Regions from separate parts of the Mus musculus genome. Here region 1 is linked to region 2. A link is a contact called in public HiChIP or PLAC-seq data. All regions are on one chromosome and are shown on one strand. Each heading gives the region's core, a stretch centred on a gene start, on an enhancer-like site or on the middle of the called end of the contact. The rest is flanking DNA. Distances are from core to core; before and after follow the strand shown. Region 1 has its middle 23 kb from the start of Gm19585. Region 2 has its middle 3.4 kb from the start of Gm20098.

What was found. HiChIP or PLAC-seq counts read pairs in DNA pulled down with a chosen protein or histone mark.
Region 1: a BATF HiChIP or PLAC-seq map of CD8 T cells shows a contact between it and region 2, with 5 read pairs. The contact joins two enhancer-like sites. A contact is called at or near these places in 1 of 484 Hi-C or Micro-C datasets (CD4 T cells) and 1 of 115 datasets of contacts at active chromatin or transcription factors (CD8 T cells).

The regions. Positions count from the first base shown.
Region 1 is chr17:52,124,061-52,127,617 of GRCm38.p6, forward strand. No RefSeq gene overlaps it. Among named protein-coding and RNA genes, the nearest start is that of Gm19585, 23 kb to the right of the region's middle. Within about 2 kb of position 1,486, at least 8 of the 459 cell types and tissues checked have an H3K27ac peak or open chromatin away from gene starts, as enhancers often do. A contact at or near this core is called in CD8 T cells, where this site is marked.
Region 2 is chr17:51,877,447-51,881,137 of GRCm38.p6, forward strand. No RefSeq gene overlaps it. Among named protein-coding and RNA genes, the nearest start is that of Gm20098, 3.4 kb to the right of the region's middle. Within about 2 kb of position 2,400, at least 35 of the 459 cell types and tissues checked have an H3K27ac peak or open chromatin away from gene starts, as enhancers often do. A contact at or near this core is called in CD8 T cells, where this site is marked.

The DNA.
Region 1 (3,557 bases), core at 236-2,735, 250 kb after region 2:
TCCAGAAACTATGACCTTAAAAATGTAATGCAAAAAATGTGTGCTGTGCTGCAAGTCAAAGGATCACAGCTTCCTCTTTTGGCCTCAGTCCTTCAGCAGGGCCACTTCTTAGTAAAATTAATTTGTAATAAAAGGACAAAGTACTCAACTGGGTAGAAATTAGCCTCCTGGAACAGAAGAGAGGACAAGGGACTGGAGAGTGTACTGAAAGGGCACAGAATGTGAGTTCTGATCAACTTTGAAGTGTTGAGTCTTAGAGCAGGTAGAACATCTTGCCAAATACTAATCTTTTATAGCTGCATGTGTTGGCAAAGTACATGCCCCAAACATTTCCAGATTCACCAGTACTCCATTTTATATAGATCAAATCTCAATTTTTCTTTTGAGACAAGGTTTCACATAATGCAGGGTAGCCTTGAACTTACTGTACTGTTAAAACTAACCCTGAATTTCTGATCTTCCTGTCTCTACCTCTCAAGGGCTGGGGTTATACGTGTGCACTACCATGTGTGGTTTCAGATATGATAATTTTGTTGTAAAGGGTACAATACTGTTGAGAGTCAGTTTTGCTATATGTCTTAAAAGCACAAACATAGTGAAGTAAATTAATAGTTAAAATTGTTATAAGGCTGAGTAGTTTTAATATCTTCCATATTGTACCTAAAAGACTATAACTGACTTGTAAAGCATAAGAATTACAGTTATTTGTAACAAATTGCTATTGCAAGACTAAAATGTAACAAACAGGGCATTGAGCAATAGCTTAGTTGTTTAGAGCACTTGCTGTTCTTTAAGAAGACTTTAAGAAGCACTGGTATGGTGGCTCAAAGCTATCAGAAGGGCTTTGGAATTCAATTTATGCTCAGCATGCTCAAGGATTGAGTCAAAACTCAATTATCCATTGGGTCAATCACTGACTCATAGGAGTTGGGAGAACAGAATCCTAGGTTCTTTTCCCTGGGTGAGGTAACTTTGAGGTTATAGCCCACACAGGTTCTCAGCATCCTCCAGTAGAATCAAGCTCCTACCCACCCTGAGAAGTCTTATCCCATAACTTTCTACTGACTATCTGTCTTTTATCTCTTTATTCCCTTCCTCTTCTAGAACTTTCTAGAATCACCTCACTCTGAAGTACATGGACCCGTCTTTCGAATCCTGCTTCTGGGAAAAATGTAAATGAAGACAAAGATGCAGATGAGTTCTAGCCCATGTGTGTTTCCACGCATAGATACGAAACCCCAGCCTCAGCCTTTGCCTTTGAGTGACTTGTGGCTCTTTTATGTATTTCTAATGGCTGTTTACTGTCAGGGGCTGGAGGAGGGACACAAAGCATTTCCAGCATCCCTTATATACCTTGTGGTTGGTTCACAGCCCTCGGCAGCACGCATCCCTAGTCCCAAGATCTCCTGCTGACTTTGAGCTGCCGCTTGTGTAGGAGGGTGGTGAGTAGAGACTGCAGCTTCAAAGCTTCAGAGGTGCAATCATAGGGGAAATTCTGTGGTACGCCTTTTCACCCAGCTGACAGGAATCTAGATTCTCTGACATCTTCTTTGACATTTGTTTGCTTTCTCATGTTTGTAGCTCCAACATATCTTTTTTTTCACAGATTTGATTTTGTCTGTGAAATTTTTCCTGAAAACACTTTCATAGCTTGAGGATCCTCAACACCAGCACCCGGAATTGACTTTCATTCATAGAATTTGTCAGTCGCAGGAATCCTATTTTTTCTTTAATTTTATCTAAGAAAACAAGGTATGTGAGGTGGGAGATTTTCACCTGCTTTATTCCTGCCTATATTCATGGGAGGAATTCAGTTGATATTCATTGAAAAAACAAATCATTTAGATACCGAAGGCAGCATACATGTCTGTAAATGGCTAAGTCCACACATGGGGACCCTGAAAAGCTGCTGAGTCAGTTGTCTTTGTGGTGTATTTGCCTGAGTCATATTCTAGAGCACCAGGCTGTGCTAGGAGACAATGATCATTCTAGAAATAGAAAATCATTTGGACATCCTAATCTGACTATTGAATACGCAGAGCATGGTTTCTGCAGCCTATTAAATTGCTGATGATCTATAAAGACTATAGACTGACTTGGAATTTAGTGTGTTTTAGGACCCCAGAAATTTCAAAGTGCTCCAAACAAGTAAACACGGAATATCAAGTTGTATTTAGCCACTATATATCCTACATATTCTGCTTTGTTTCGTGGATTTGTTGGGTCTCATGGATAAGAGTCCTCCTGTTTATTTTTTTTTGCAGCTCAAGATTTTTCCTCTTGTATGTTGATAAATACCTTGTGGTTCCCTACAATATAACACCCGGTCTCTTAGTATTTTTGTTGCTATGATAAAATACTCTGAGCAAAAGCACCTGATGGAAGGAAAGGATTTGTTTGGCTTAAACTTCTGGGTCATAGTCCATCCCTGAGGGAATTCAAGACAGAAACTCATGCAGAGTTTGAAGTAGAAACCATAGAAGAATGGTGCTTACTGGCCTATTAACTTATGCTTAGGTAGCTTTTTTTTGTACAGCCCAAGGACACGTGCACTAGAAACAGAGCAGCCCACATCAGGATGGGTCCTCCTACATCAATTAATAACAAAGACAATCTCTCACAGACATGTGAATAGGCCAATCACATCTGAGCAATGCCCCAGCTGTGTCTCCATTCTTGTGACTCAAGGTTGTGTCATGTTGGGAGTTAAAGATTTTGGGATACTCACAATTGGACAGAAATAGACCACAGAAATCCACAGTGGAATTAAGTCTCTCCAAACCTTTATGCTGAATATTAAAAACTCAGGATGGAGAGATGGTTTTGCCATTAAAGACTAGGCTCACAATCCAAAATTCAGATAGTATCTTTATATTCTATGATAGTCTGAACATAGGAAAATATAGGTTGGTAAATTTCTGGGAGCTTACAAGAGCAGAATGGGAAGGAAAAAATCGACAAGAATAGCTCACAGGGGGCCCTAGGTTCAGCAAACTATTTTACACACTCCATCTTGATGTGGCCACATGGCAGTGATGCTTACTCCATTGAATTTACTTATAAAAGTAGAATTTTATTCTATGTAAATTATACCACAATGGAAAACAAACTGCCACCGAAGTAACTTTATGAGCATATTATAAACTACAAGTTGGTTTCTCTAATTATGGGACTATTCAGTTCTAATAAATGTTTTACATCACCTTTGTGACACTGGGAATCAACTCTGGCCTCTGGACATGCTACTGGTCTTAGCTAGGGTTTCCATTGCTATGAAGAGAGACACCACAACCAAGGCAACTCTTATAAAGGCAAACATTTACTTGGGGCTGGCTTATACTTTCAGAGGTTCTGTCCATTATCATCATGGTAGGAAGCATGGCAGTATGCAGGTAAACATGGTGCTGGAGAAGCTGAGAGTTCTACATCTAGATCCAAAAGCAGCCAGGAGACTGGCTTCTTCAGGCCATTGGTAGAAGGATCTCTTTCTTCTTCACTGGGTGAACTTATTACCTCGAAGCTCACCCCACAATGCTGAACTGCCTCCCACAAGGCCA
Region 2 (3,691 bases), core at 1,150-3,649:
CCCCCCTGGGTGGGTATCCCTCCCACTTTAGCACTTCAAGTCTCTGCAAGGCGAGATGCTTCCTTTCCCATTGAGACCAAACACAGCAGTCCAGCTAAAAGAACATATCCCACAGACAGTCAGCAGCTTTGGGGATAGTCTCCTTTCCAGCTGTTTGGGACCTACACGAAGACCAAACAGTGCATCTGCCACATATGTGCTGGGAGGCCTAGGTCCAGCCTGTGTATGATTTTTGGTTGGTGGTTTAGTTTCTGAGAGCCCTAAGGATCCAGGTTAGTTGATTCTGTTGGTGTTCCTGTGGAGTTCCTATCCCCTTATGGGCTGTAATCCTTCCTCCTATTCTTAAAAAAAAGTAATAATTAATTAATTAATAATGATGCAGAAAAGGAAACTGCTTACTTTTTAAAAAAATAGTCTCTCTCCATATATATATATATGTGTGTGTGTGTGTGTATGTGTGTGTGTGTGTATAATCACTGGCCTGGAACTCACTAGGTATTCTAAGGCTGGCTATGAAGTCCCAGAGATCTGCAATCCTCTACCTCCTGAGTGCTATGATCAAAGGTATAAGCCACTACACCTGGCTTACTTTGTTTTTTTCATATGGCTACTGAAAGGTTCGAAGCTGCCCATTTGGCTTGCCCTGCATTTCTATCGGACAGCTCTTTCCTTTTTTTTTTTTTTTTTTGGACAGGGTTTCTCTGTGCAGTCCTGGCTGTCCTGGAACTCACTCTGTAGACCAGGCTGGCCTCGAACTCAGAAATCCACCTGCCTCTGCCTCCCAAATGCTGGGATTACAGGCACGCACCACCACTGCCCGGTGAACAGCTCTTTCCTACTGTGTCCCCAGCTCCCACTAGTGCTAACAGACTGGGTAATTCAAACTTCAGCACCTTCCTCTCCTAGCTCCTCCTCTCTCCATACTAGCTTCCCCACGGTGATATCTTTCTCAGTCCTGAGTTTTATTGTCTGTATTTTGTTTTGTGTGCTGCAACAAGATCTCCTTGTGTATCCCAGACTGGCCCAGAACTCACTATGTAGCTCAATTTCACCTTGAAATCAAGGTGAAGCTAGAAATATAAACCTCTGCCTCCCAAGTAATAAGATTATAGACAGATGTTTGGCCCTGTAGTTTTTTGTTTTTGTTTTTTTTTTCCTTGACCAACAACACCGAGAACAGGAACAAGTCTGGGTTATACCTATCCTAAGCTCTTAATGTCCTCAAGCAATATCTTTAAAAGTTCAGAATTCAGTTTCGGCCCTCATGTTTGTTTTCGTTGCTTGTCACTTCACAATGCCTTTTAAAGATGTCTTTGAGCCGGGCGTGGTGGCGCACGCCTTTAATCCCAGCACTCGGGAGGCAGAGGCAGGAAGATTTCTGAGTTCAAGGCCAGCCTGGTTTACAAAGTGAGTTCCAGGACAGCCAGAGCTACACAGACAGAGAAACCCTGTCTCGAAAAAAACAACAAAAGAAAGCAAAAAAGATGTCTTTGTCTGCCTTTTAGAGATCCTTGATTTTTGAGAGCTTGGGTACACGAGAACCCTTGCATAGTAGCAGTCCTTAATAAACAAATTTATGTTTCTTCCCTACAGTCCCCTCAGCTCTGCTCGGGTGGTGGCTTTCTTTGCCTTGGTTAAACATTTGGGCAGGTTCATGCATTCTTCCTGTCCTCCCTGCTAGGGAACTGAAAGGTCCCTGGCCATTACAGCCAGGGTCTCCAATCTGGAGGCTATAAAGCCCCATTTAAAGCTCCAAACTCTATATACTTTTCCTTCTTCCCCCATCTTGCCAATGGCTGTTTGTGAGGCCCAGAGGACAGAGGGGAGAGGCAGAGGGACGCAAGAAGCCTGTTAGTCTGGTACTGGATTAAGACGGTGTAGTCCTTGCAAGGGCAGACTGTCAACCTGACACTTTCTCTGCTGACACTGTGGAGGGTTGTTGAAAGTTTCCTCTTCTGGGTCTCTCAAGAGCCTCTTTTGATGTGGTGGCATCTGGCAGAGGTGTAGCTGCCTCCCACCTAGCCTCTCTCTGCCTGGGTCTCTGGTTATCTGGCCTACAGGCTCTCTTGGGAAGAATATTTCCCTACTCCTATCTGACTCCATTCTTCCTTCCTGTAACAACACCCCCTGCCTTCCTGCCCCCCAAACTCCCTCTGTTAAAGAAATTTGCAGTCATTATCTAGGCTCTCAATGGCCCTCTCATCACACAGCCTGAGGTTCGGCAGTCCAGCTACCAGCCACATGTGTGCCCAGCTCCTTGGTCAGAGGCTCAACAGTAGCCACTGGCTCCTCCTTAGATCCTTGCAGCAGGTTTGGAGAAGGTGGTAGAGTTTTCTGCACAGCCTTGGGTGGATTCAAGGGTAGTTCCATTTCAATTCGTTCTCCCCACACAGCTAGCTGTCTTTGAACTTCAAATCTGACACACCTATATACCCCAGATGGGCTAGGGTTTCCAGTAAATATATCATCAACCTCACCGTGGACTTTTGTAAATTTCCATATGCCTCTTTTGTCCCGAAAAAGACTCTAATGTGGTAAGCCACCTGAAACTACCGATTTAGTATTTTGATAGACCTGATTATATCAGGCTAAGTTGTGCTGGGTGTGAACTGAATAGACATGGTTAATGTGGGACTTTTTATAATTGAGTTTGGGAATGTAAAAAAAAAAAAAAAAAAAAGGTGACGGCTAGGTAAGGTCCCAGAAATGAAGTTTTTAGTTTAAGAGTTCTGTGATTTTTTTTTTTTTTTCCGCTCAGCAAAATAAGCAGGTCATTACATGTTTGAAAAGATGCTGGGTTAAATATGAGGAGAAACTAATGTTTTGTTGTCCTATGTCTCTGTGTGTCTCTCTGTTCCTCCCCCCCACACACACTGTCTGTTGTGCGTTTCTAATGAAGTAGTAGCATTGTCTGCTCCAAGAGCTGTGTGATTTCCTTTGATAACTGTTAAGACGCCAGAGGTTCTCATTGTTTGATCGTCTTTGATCTCCACAGCTATACTCTTTCTTTTTTTTCCTTTAGCATTGTAGCAGCCTTAAACTTTTTTACATGCCTGTGAACACCAATAGTTAGTACTGCCTTCACGGAGGTACGTCGTGTGGCAATGTTTACACAAGAAAACCATTCGTAAATCCCCATTCTTGCCCTTTTTCTCGGGGGATCACTTTCTTCGAAGGGAATGGATCATCCCCAGTTGCTGCAGCCCACATGCTTCTTAAAAAAGGAACAGGGGTTTTAAGCGTTTGGATCACTTCGTGGTCTTAAAAGTTGTGGCAGAAAGAGCAGCAGTGTTAGAAAAGGTGCAGGGTGATTTTTACAGGGGTAGGGAGGTGTCTAGTACATACAGCACTATGGAAGTGTAAGCCGAATAAACCCTTTCCTCCCCAACTTGCTTCTTGGTCATGATGTTGCACAGGAATAGAAACCCTGACTAAGACCTCCTTCCATAGGTGAGCTCAAAGTCAAAAACTAAAAAAAATCTAATATTTTATAGGTTCTTTCCAGTATTGTTCTGAAAACAAAACAGTTGATGGTTCTTTAGATGGATCAAGGATTCCCAATGAGGGGTACGCAAATTCCACACTCAGGGGTGCACTATCCACTGTGAGGCTGGACGGCCGCAGTGTGTGTGCTGTGGCTCCTTCCTGCCTTCGGTCACAGCGCACTGCTTTAGAATGAACAAAGAGGGAA